Linked DNA regions of Mus musculus: region 1 is linked to region 2. Evidence: chromatin contacts called from public Hi-C data. All regions are on one chromosome and are shown on one strand. Each heading gives the region's core, a stretch centred on a gene start, on an enhancer-like site or on the middle of the called end of the contact. The rest is flanking DNA. Distances are from core to core; before and after follow the strand shown.

Region 1 (5,152 bases), core at 875-3,374, 89 kb after region 2:
TACTCACCTGCCAGAATCAGCTGTTCCTTCAAAAACTCAGCTTTCTAGGGCTAGTGATATAGCTCAGTTAGTAGAGGACATACTTAACATACATGAGGCCCTGGGTTCAATCCTCAGCACCACATAAATTGGGCATGGTGACACGCGCTCATAATCCCTGCCTTTGGGAAACGAAGGCATGAGGACCTGAAGTTCAAAGCCATTCTCGGCTACTTACTGAGTGCCAGGCCAGGCTAGGATGCATGTGACCCTGCCTCATACGCAAGCAATGGGCGCTCAGCTCCCTGAGGCTTTCAGAAGGCAGCTGTAGGTGTGACCACCCACCATAGGAGGCCCCTGCAGTCCTTCTACAAGCGAAGAAGCAGAGTACAACCAGATTTCCAGTGTTCCCAATGGGCTCTAGGACATACAAGCCCAGGAAAGCAGGTTTCCCTTGAAATAGCTCTCTTGAAATGCTTTTTTTACATTGTGTAATGGTAAACCTAGAAAACAAGGTGCCCACCTTGGCTTAGGGAGTGTGTCCTAAGGAAATGATCCAAAAGGTAATATAAAACCAACAGGCATAGAAAGTAACTGGGTATTAACTACCCTCAGGAATTCAGAGAGGGTCATCTAGAGGCTTCACTTCCCAAAATACTAACTGTGGTCACCTCTACTTTTGTTCCCATCCCTCACACCTAGCCGCCTGAAAAATATGTTTACTATTCTATCATTTGGTTAAAATGGGACATTGTCAGGTGGAAACCCTAACACCTGATTAACATGTTAACTGCATTCATGGCATGCCTTCGATAAGGAATTTGATAACAGCATATGTCATAATTATATTGTGGAATGCAATAGCATGTTCCAGTGAGCTACACATAATTATATTAAAGCAGTATTTACGGCAATTATATCATTTGTTGAATTGTTGTAATTTCATTAAGTATAGGAGCCTGTAATGGATTAAATTCAGAAATGCTGAAGTTTTACAGTGGCTCCCCTTGAAAAGTATTAAAGAGCTATGGGGCTTGTGTTGTTCTGCTGAGTCCCAATTAGGGACTAAACACAATAGGGGATTAGATGCCATTCCCTTTGCAAATTCTCTTGGGTTCTTCTCCCACCTCACCCCAACCCCCATCTCACCCTAAGCCCCACCCCCAGCCCAGCTCAAACTGAGAGCTTTTCCTTTTGACAAGCATGGCTCACTCAGTCCCATCTCCCTGGCCCGAGACCACCATCTCCCAAGCACCCTCACAGCACCTCTGCTGTGATCTCCATTGAAAAGAATTCCATCTCACTCTCGCAGAGCCTGCTGGATTGAACATGAGGATTTTGTTGTTGTTGATTTGTTTTGTAAGGGTCCATGATTCTTTGAAGAATGATACCCCAAACTCAAATAGTATGTAAAAGCAAAGAGTGTTTTATTCTGCAGAAGTCCAGCATGCTCCAAGATGGAAACCCCCAAAGTGAGCTTGCAGGCCCAATTTAAAGTATATTAGGGGAATTCCAGGAAGAGTAGGTGACCTCTATCATTGGCTTCATCTCTAGGGACAATCCAGAACCATTGCTGGGGACGTCTGGAAACTGCTACTGACCCATTTTCCTTGCCTCAGGCCAGGTGGCAGGCAGCTTCTGAGGCCTGGACTTGCCTGGACTTGCCCAGTTCTTAGAAGCAGAGATTTAAGCCTTGTCTCCTGAACTGCCAATTTGAAGCCTGTCACAGAGTCAACATGTCTCATTAGTTTGTTTGTTGGTTGTTATTGTTTGAGACAAAAATCTTGGACTGTAGCTCCAGCTGGCCTGGTACTCTATATGTGGCCCAGGCTAGCCCCAAACTCCTGGTGATCCTGTGTATCAGGGTCACATGTGCTGCAATTACGAGTGTGAGCCACTGTGTCCAGCGTATACTTGTTCATTTTTTTATGTAGAATCCTAGCCTGGAAAAACAAAGTTATGGCCCTTGAACAAGCAAGGGCTGTGACTAATCAGTCCCTGGCCCCACTGCACGCCTACTAAGCCAGAAGCTGCCTTTGAACAAGATCCTCGAGTGATTCCCTTGCCTTTGAATAGGAGCTTCAGGTGATTAGCGGTGGCATGAAAGTTTGGGATACCCAGAGGCCAACCTGGTTTACAACCTGGCTTGCTCATCCTCTGAGGAAACAAGGCGCTAGGTTGCACCCTGGTGATTAGCTCAGCGCTAGATCAAGAAGGTGTGCATTCTGCTGCTAACCATTGTGGCTAACCAAGAGATACAGCTGACCCCCAAACTGCTCCAAGCATGTGGTGGCTTTCAGGTCACTCCACAACCCACCTGTGGGGTCACAAAACAGTGCAACAATGCTTTTTAACTCAATTCATATGTTTGTCTGTTTTCAGGCAAAGACTCACTCTAATTCTGGCTAGCTAGCGTGGTACTCAAGGCATCCTCCTGCCTCAGCCTCCTGAATGCTAGGATTATAGACGTGCACCATTAGGCCCATCAGGAACAAGCAGTTGGTGCACATGATATGAAAGGGGTGGGGGGTCAGGGGATACTGGGGACTAGAGGTTAACCAGCAGAGATGGGACTGAGAGAGCAGGGGAGAAGATGGGCTGAGGGTGAGTTAGCCAAAATAAAGCTGTGTGAGAAACAGAAACAGAAACAGTATACAGAAACCCACTACCTCTAAAGCTAATTTAAAACTGTAATTATTTCTAAACGGTGTACCCCCACATGGGTACACAATGTTCCCGCAGAAGACATGGGTTATTAACGAAAATCTCAGTGCCAGACATGAGATATCCGAGTATGTCAGGGTGGCCTAAGAGTCCCTCAGAACAACACAGGCTACTGCCGCTGGCCTTGTTTTCCCACTTGGATGCTAAGAGCTATGTGGTAAAGCTTTAGGGCAGAAGGCACGATACACTTTGGTTATCGGACAAAAAGAAACCAAGCTGAAACTGACCTTAAACCTTGCTCCCTGCCACTAGCTTTCATAGTGCTACAACAGGCTGCGAAGGCATTAGAGGACAAAAGCCACCAACGTATCATCAAACCCTGAGTTCTATAATTAACCGGCCAGGCAGGATGCACCCATGGTGCAATAACGGTAGGTCTGTTACTGGAGTGATGAACTATTTTATGTGCCATAGGAAGGAATTTGAGTCTCCTACTGTAAACCTGAGCATAAGCACATGGTTTCTAATGGGGAGCATGCCACTGGTGCCTTACTGAACGAACGTGTTGTCAAACTGCCTTTTAGGTCGTTATGTTTATGGCCATAGGTTAGTGCTGTTCTCAGCCCTGAACCGAGGAGACGCTTCCCTCTGTAGCAGATAACAGATAATGCAGAAACTCTTGACTGGTTAAGTACTGAGAATAAATGACTTTTGAGTGTTCAGTCCTAAACTGGTCATCTGTATCAACCTTACCTTTGTGAAACGTGGAGCAGGAGAATGTGAAGGACAGATAAACCATGAAATAGTCAAGAGGAGCATTTAGAATCCTGGAGAGCCAGAGCATCTACTTAGCGGATCTGTGTGGGACACGCCTGTAGTGATGTTTTCTGGGGCGGAGTTGAGGCCACGTGGCAGGTCAGTATGTTTTCCATTGGCCCGTCATGAGTACCCTCTGCTCCTTCCACAGCAGTTCCCAGCAAAGAAACCGCTGCTTCGACAGCGAATCTCAACAGCTCCAGCACGGGATTCAAATGTGTTTACTGCTCAGAATTCTGGGCGCAATCGTATCATGTCTGTAATACTTCCCTTGAACAGGCCCAGCCCCTAGCGGGTGAATCTTCCTCGAGCATAGCAGTCCTGGGACCTATTCATCCGCATGCATGCGAGTTGAGAGATCTTTAAACGTATCACCTACTGATCACTTCCAAAGGAAAGCAATGTGTTTAGAAGGATATGGAGACGGCTCAGAGTTTCAGAGCACTGGCTGCTCTTCTAGAGAACCTTGGTTCAATTCCCAGCACCCACATGGTTACCTACAACTACCTGTAACTCCAGTCCCAGGGGATCTGACATCTTCTGGCCTCCATGAGCACTACATGCACACAATACACAAACATACATTTAGGCAAAACGCCCATACACGCAAAAATTAAGATGATGATGATAAAGATGATGATGACAATAATAGGAATGGGAAAACAGCTATTATCAGAAGGGGATGCCAACCAAATCATTTTCATTGCATTGCATTTAACTTTATTTTTGTAATTTTAAAGATTTATTTTTATTTTATGTATGTGAGTATACTGCCTTCAGACACACCAGAAGAGGGCATCAGATCCCATTACAGATGGTTGTGAGCCACCATGTGGTCACTGTGAATTGAACTCAGGACCTCTGGAAGAGCAGTCAGTTCTCTTAACTGCTGAGAACATCTCTCCAACCCCCTTAAAACTTTTTGAATGAAGTTTTATCTGGGACTGGTGACACACATCTATAATCTCGGCACTTAGAAGGCTGAGTCAGGAAGGTTATGAGTTCAAGGCCTGAACATGTAATAAGAACCTGACTCAAAAAAGGTTTTAAATGAAGCGCTTTGGATGTCCATGATCTTACCTCATTGGATACACATATTAATCCCTTCAGACAGAGAGTGAGGATGCACAAGACAAATAGGAGAATAGGAATTCTGAAATTCTTTCCACTCATCCCACTATCGATCCATTAAAAAAAAAAATGGGATTTTGAAGATTTTCTTTAACTTGACAAGTTTTCTCTATTTTACTGACTACCACCCCTGTGCGTTTATTTCTAACTTCTGATTTTTTTAAAAAGCCTTGTAAGCATAGCCTGATTGGCTGCAAAGACAGACTGTATAATTATTATATTTAAGCCCTTTGAGGAAATACACTCTGATTAATTCACTCATATCAGATGACAGGGACTGACAAAAATCAGAAGCCGTTTTCTTAATGTAGACGTTCCTACTGCAACATCATTGACGGTCCTTAAAAATACACTGGAAATACCCAAGCAACATTTAAGTGTCCAAAAGTCCCTTTGCTTTGTAGTTTGGAGACCAGTTAGGGAAGAGAGATGCCTATTGTTTCTTGTAGATGAATCCTCTTTCTGGAGGAAATATTACTGATGTCTGCATAAATCTCTTTGGATACCTCAGTTCCGTAGCTCAAGCTGTAGACTCAGATGGCTACTGCCTACAGCATCCGGG
Region 2 (5,579 bases), core at 2,589-5,088:
TAGCTCACCTATCTCCCACTCACTTAACCAAGCCCTTGATGTTACCTAAACAATAATGTTGCCTTATTCTCTGGGTCTTTGTCTATGGTGTCCAAGGCATCTCAACAACAAATTCCCAAGGAACTAGAGGAGCCAGAAATTTCCATCTCAAGCTAAAGAGGGGATATCCATAAACCCTTTTGAGGTTTCTTCTAACCCAAGCATTTTCTTTACCAACCAGTACAGCTAAAGACTCCTAGCCCAAGTCATAACTCTTCCCCCTTGTGATTCTGCTTAGGTAACAGGTCACAGTAGGAAGCCAAATACAGATGGAAACGGTGGTGTGTTACACTTTCAGGAAGGTGGAATAAAAGCAACCATAGAGTGGAGCAAGCTGACTCGCCGTCCTGGGAGGAGCCAAGCTGACCCAGTCCCCAGCTCCCCCAGGTCGCTCTTACTTACCAAAGGAATGCAGAGGTTTCTTTTCCTGTGTTTTCTTACCTCACACAGGAAATTCTCCTGCCTCAGCTTCTCAAGTGATAGGATTTGAGGTGTGCACCAATAAGTCTGCTTTTGATTGGACAGATATAGTTAGGCCCATTATTCATATAGACCTCAACTCTGAACACATTAAAGCTGCTCTCTGGAGAGAACTGATCTGGAGTGTTACATCCGCCACCCTGGAGAGAGTTCTAAACTGCATCGACACCTCATCAAGGAATACAACATTAAACCACTTAAAAGCCATTCTCTTGCCAGGCACAGCGGCACACACTCACAGTCCCAGCATTCAGGGAGGTTGAGGCAGAAAGAGGCTCAAGTCTGAGCTAGCCTGGGCCACAGAGTAAGACCTTGGCTCAAACTAACAGCAACAGTAATAAGGCTCTCATCTGTTCTATACTTTTAAAGGTTAAACTAAAACATAAATAAATAAACAAATAAATGTATGAATTTGCCTGTGAGTATCTAAGAGCACTACATGCATGCCAAGTACCCAAGGAGGCCAAATGAGGCTACTTGATGCCTTAGAACTAGGACTACAGACCATGTGAGTATTGGAACCCAACCTGGGACCTCTTCAAGGACAACACATCTATATCATTACATAATATCATGAGTATAGTATAGAGCATAATACTGATAAATATAATAGGTGTATGCTGTATGACTTATCTGTGTGGTTATGTATTCTGTGTGTTCTCTTGTCATCCCATCTCACTATGCAGACCAACATGAACACAGCTGGCAACATTGTTTCTCCTTCTTGAGTTCCACTAAGATGTCTTGGCTCTCTCTGAGAAAGGTGGCTTGCCAATGACCAAAAGGCCTCATGTTGCTGCAATTGCTGGGAAAGACACTAATGCTAAAGGATTTCACTATGGATGACGTGTGGGCCACACTTACCATTGAGGACCTCAGTAATAACAGAGGGAAGGTACCAGTGGTGTTTTAGATTGAGGCATCTGCTTCGAATTATTGTAATTATTTTGGTTTTCTTGCCTTTCAGCGTCCAGGCCTAAGATTGCAAAGCCTGGAGTCGGTGTACTTATGACTGACAGATCATCCTTCATCCTAAGGTAAATCCTGAAAGCCATTTTCATCAAGCTGCACGAGGAGAGCAAAGTGAACCAGCATGTTCCAGCGTACGCGGAGATGGAGGAACGCCCACAGAAGGGAAAACTTAGCTCACTCGGTAGAGAGAGATAAAGCTACGTGTGGCCGTGCAGTGTGGCCGGGATATTCACAGGCTGCAACACAAAGGTCGCACTGGAGAAGGAAGGGTGAAGGGACCAGCGAGGAAGGACAGGAGAGAGGATGTGCAGAGCCACAGACCCCAAAGCCTCAGGGCCAGGCAGTGAGCCACAGGGGGTGCCAGACGCTGCAAATGCCTGTGAGTGCAGACGTGTTCACAGACACATCTGGATGTGTCTCAAAGAAAAAACATGAAGGAGAGAGGAGAAAGACTTGCAGATGTAGCGTGAGTGACCCTAACGGTGATGGTGAACAGGTAGATTTTCTGTTACTATATCCCTTATTCCTTTAAACTTTTCAATTTTTCCATTAAAAAAAGTAAAAGAAAATGCTTTAAATGCATACACAAGCAGATGCATAGGGCTGCCATTTTAAGCCTCTGTAACTGAAAACATAGACATGCACACACATCAAAATGGCTGCCATATTTTGTATCCGATCACAAGAGGAAGACAAATAGTAAGCTCATGACTGTGATTAATAAGGAAGTCCCAAAGCCAATAGGATCATGAGGCATGATAGCTTCCATTTTTATAGATCAAGCACTGCTTGGTACAACACATTTAGCTTCTCATACATACCCACATACACCAATGCACACATCTGCACACTCAGCATCACCCCAGTGTTGAGATGCTTTGGAAAGTGAGCGACTCCTTAAGAGCCAGCCAGCCTTTCATGGTGAGCCTGGCCAGACAGTTCACTGGATTCCTGGGTGTCGAGATGAACATGTAGTCACTGCCATATTCCTAGACTACAGTAGCAACGGTTAAAGTATCTGTTAGGCTGATTAACCAAACAGCCTTTACACCTTAGAAACTTCATCCCGATGGATCATAGAAAGTCTGCATAGAAAATGAGCAAAGGGGAACTGTTGGGATAATTGAAAAAAAAACCACAAAAACCTTTAATGAAAAAGAATGTAATGGGCAATACAAAAATAATTATGAGATTGGCAAGATGGCTCAGGGGGTAAAGGCACAGGCTACCAAGTCTGACGGCCTGAGTTTGATCCCTAGCACCCTGTAGTAGAAAGAGAAAGCTGACTTTTCCGAGTTTTTGGAATGTCACATGTGTGTCCTGGCACATTCAAGCAAGTACACACACACACACACACACACACACACACACACACACACACACACACAGAGAGAGAGAGAGAGAGAGAGAGAGAGAGAGAGAGAGAGACTGAGACAGAGAGGGAGAGAGAGACAGAGAGAGGGAAAGATAGACACAGACAGAGAGTGTGTAAAATAACATTTTAAAATTATCTCCCCAAATAGATATAAAGATGGTAGTTTCACAGACAGACAGACACAAACATGACTCTAAACATGTTTAGCACATTAGCATCTTCTAGACCTGACTTTGAAGCTACTCGAGTACATTCCAGGCCACATTCCCCACGGATGCCACATTGGCTGGGACTGGAATCACAATCCATTCCAGAGACTATGCTAGAGACCCAGATGTGTTGGCTACTCCCTTCATCCAAGAGTCTCCTGGAGCGTTTGGAGACCTGCCTCTGTAGCATGACCCAGCAACATGGGACGGAAAGTTCCTGAGTGGATACTGTCATAATCAGGCAGGCACTGGAAGTTGGCAGGTGAGGGCTGCTAGGTACCCGTACTATGCAGGCAGCACGTCTGACTAGTGAGGGCTGCCATCCAATGCAACTAAGCTGCCAAGCCAGGTTCCTTCCACATAAGACAGGCAGGGTACAGGAGAGAGCCTGACTCAGCAAGTAACACCTAAGCAGGATCCAGTGCAGAGGATCACAGCCAGCAGCACTCCTTTGCCCGAGTCCCACCTTCTCTGACCTGCCCTCGCTGGCTCTGGACTCCTAGAAAGTGATGAAACTTTCCAGAGCCAGAGCGCGCGCGCACACACACACACACACACACACACACACCCTCCCTGCCTCCACGCCAGAGTCATTTCCCAGTGACTGTGAATCAGTAGAAACACTCGCCTTTCCTGGCTCAGCCTGACTTAGAGACATCACAAGTGACAGAGTAATTCAGTTGTGACAGGAGCACCGCCAGGGGACACACTTGTCAACGGGCCCATCTGTCTACTGTCACTCTCTATCCCCTCAAAAGCGTACGGGGTTGCCCCTCTGCTGGGAATGTTACGGGCAGAATTACGCTCACTCATCCCACTCCAGATGTGGCGCTGCATCGGCTGTTTGCTTTAGAGTGGGGGCGGGGCAGCCACCGGGACGGCAGAGGGCGAGTGTAGAACTTGCAGCCCCCAGGTAACTGTATCTCTCTGTGCCTAGGGGTTTTCACAGAATGAAAATAAGGAGTTATGATGTCATGCACTTACTTCACCAAGGTTTGCTCCACTGCTACTATAGATGCAGCGAATGGCTGCGTAGATGAAGCGATGCAATTCCTGGGTGCTGCCCTCTCTGAGCTGAGGGGCTTCCTAAGAGAAGCTACATTGCCTGTACAGTTACCAGATCACCACATTTTATAACTAGGAAGCCAATGAGTAGCACAAATCCTAGATGTTGCAAGCTGGCCACTGTTGACGTTAAATAGCCACAACTGAAATCCAGCTGGGCTGTGACGTCATCCTTCCCTCTGCTTCCCTTCCTCAAATGTTAGATGGTCTCCTCTCCCAGAATGGGGTGTCCAAGGCCGGACCTGATCTCCACTGTGCTCAGCAGGCCTCCCTGTGCCTGGCACACTGTGCTGAGCAGTAATACATGGTGAACACTGAACTTGGTGTTCTTTAGGTCTTCTTTGGCACCTCCTGCTTTGGGTTTGACGTGATGAGGCTTGTTCTCTGTTAAAGCTAAGTTCTGAGAGGGCAGGTACCTTCTTGCCAATCTCTGACTTCCTGGTAGGCACACCTACATGCACTAATTTAACAATCAATGACTGAAACTTCGCCCGCAGTAATCATCAAAGTGGCCCGATGACACAGATCTGCCACCCAGTCCTCAGGAGGCTGGAGCAGGACAGTTTTGAGTCCAAGGTCGGCCTGGACTACATAGTAAGTTCAAGGCCAACTAGGGCTAGAAATATAAGACATTGTCTTGAAAATTTGGCACGCAGCTCAGTGGTACAGTGCTTCAATACTGTGCACAAAACCCTGCAACAGAGCCCGGTTTTGCAAAAGGACAATGAAAATTAACTCAAGAGCAAATAGATGCCGTAAGAAAGGAAATAACCAGGCTAAGGATATAAGTTAATATTAGAGCATTTGTCTAGCATGCTCATGCACCTGGGTTCAAATCTAAGCACTATCCCCCCCCCACAAAAAAAAAGATAAAAAATTGTCAAGTCTACAAGTCCCACAAATTTACAAACTATGTTATCTATACTAATTTTTTTCTCCCAGTCACCTGAGGCTAACTTGGAAATCATAGGAAATGCTCGTTTTTACTGACCGTTGAAGAGCCTAGGCACAAAGAGATCATTATTGGTTACAGGACCTGGGCTATCCTGTAGGAGGGTGCAACTTAGCCAGCATTATTTTTATTGTCTCCCAGATCCAAACAGGCACTCCGATAAACACACTCAGATGCTTCCAACTCGCAATGGAGCCACAGGTATAGCAGGTGAGACCTGAATGCCCTTATCCCTTCAATCCATGTCGCAGACCCTACGGGCAAAATTCCAAAGAGCAGAAGGCAGGAGATGCCCATGTGCACGAGTTTTGTTTTGTTTTGTTTTGTTTTGTTGCCTGACGTAATTGTCGTCTCAGAGGCTGTCTTTGTCTGCTAACCTAGACCTAGTCCTAGAGCTTCTAGCCTCTGTACCATCATATCTAGGCCTGGAATGTATTCAGTTTCTGAGACATGTTGCTGAATAAACTCACCTCTTCCTTGTTCTTTC

What was found. Hi-C and Micro-C count contacts between places; a contact is called where the count stands out from the background.
Region 1: a contact with region 2 is called in a Hi-C map of muscle stem cells, with 1.5 times the contacts expected there. The contact joins two enhancer-like sites. A contact is called at or near these places in 2 of 39 promoter capture datasets (both in liver), 7 of 484 Hi-C or Micro-C datasets (the G1E-ER4 cell line, the HL-1 cell line, cerebral cortex and 4 more) and 2 of 115 datasets of contacts at active chromatin or transcription factors (fibro-adipogenic progenitors and trophoblast stem cells).

What each region holds. Positions count from the first base shown.
Region 1 is chr2:72,827,712-72,832,863 of GRCm38.p6, forward strand. No RefSeq gene overlaps it. Among named protein-coding and RNA genes, the nearest start is that of 6430710C18Rik, 17 kb to the left of the region's middle. Within about 2 kb of position 2,125, at least 13 of the 459 cell types and tissues checked have an H3K27ac peak or open chromatin away from gene starts, as enhancers often do. A contact at or near this core is called in muscle stem cells, where this site is marked.
Region 2 is chr2:72,737,428-72,743,006 of GRCm38.p6, forward strand. It overlaps Gm30257 (a long non-coding RNA gene), which reads left to right. Exons shown (of 5, transcript XR_374639.3): 2 at 1,487-1,556; 3 at 5,234-5,302. Among named protein-coding and RNA genes, the nearest start is that of Gm30257, 6.4 kb to the left of the region's middle. Within about 2 kb of position 3,839, at least 40 of the 459 cell types and tissues checked have an H3K27ac peak or open chromatin away from gene starts, as enhancers often do. A contact at or near this core is called in muscle stem cells, where this site is marked.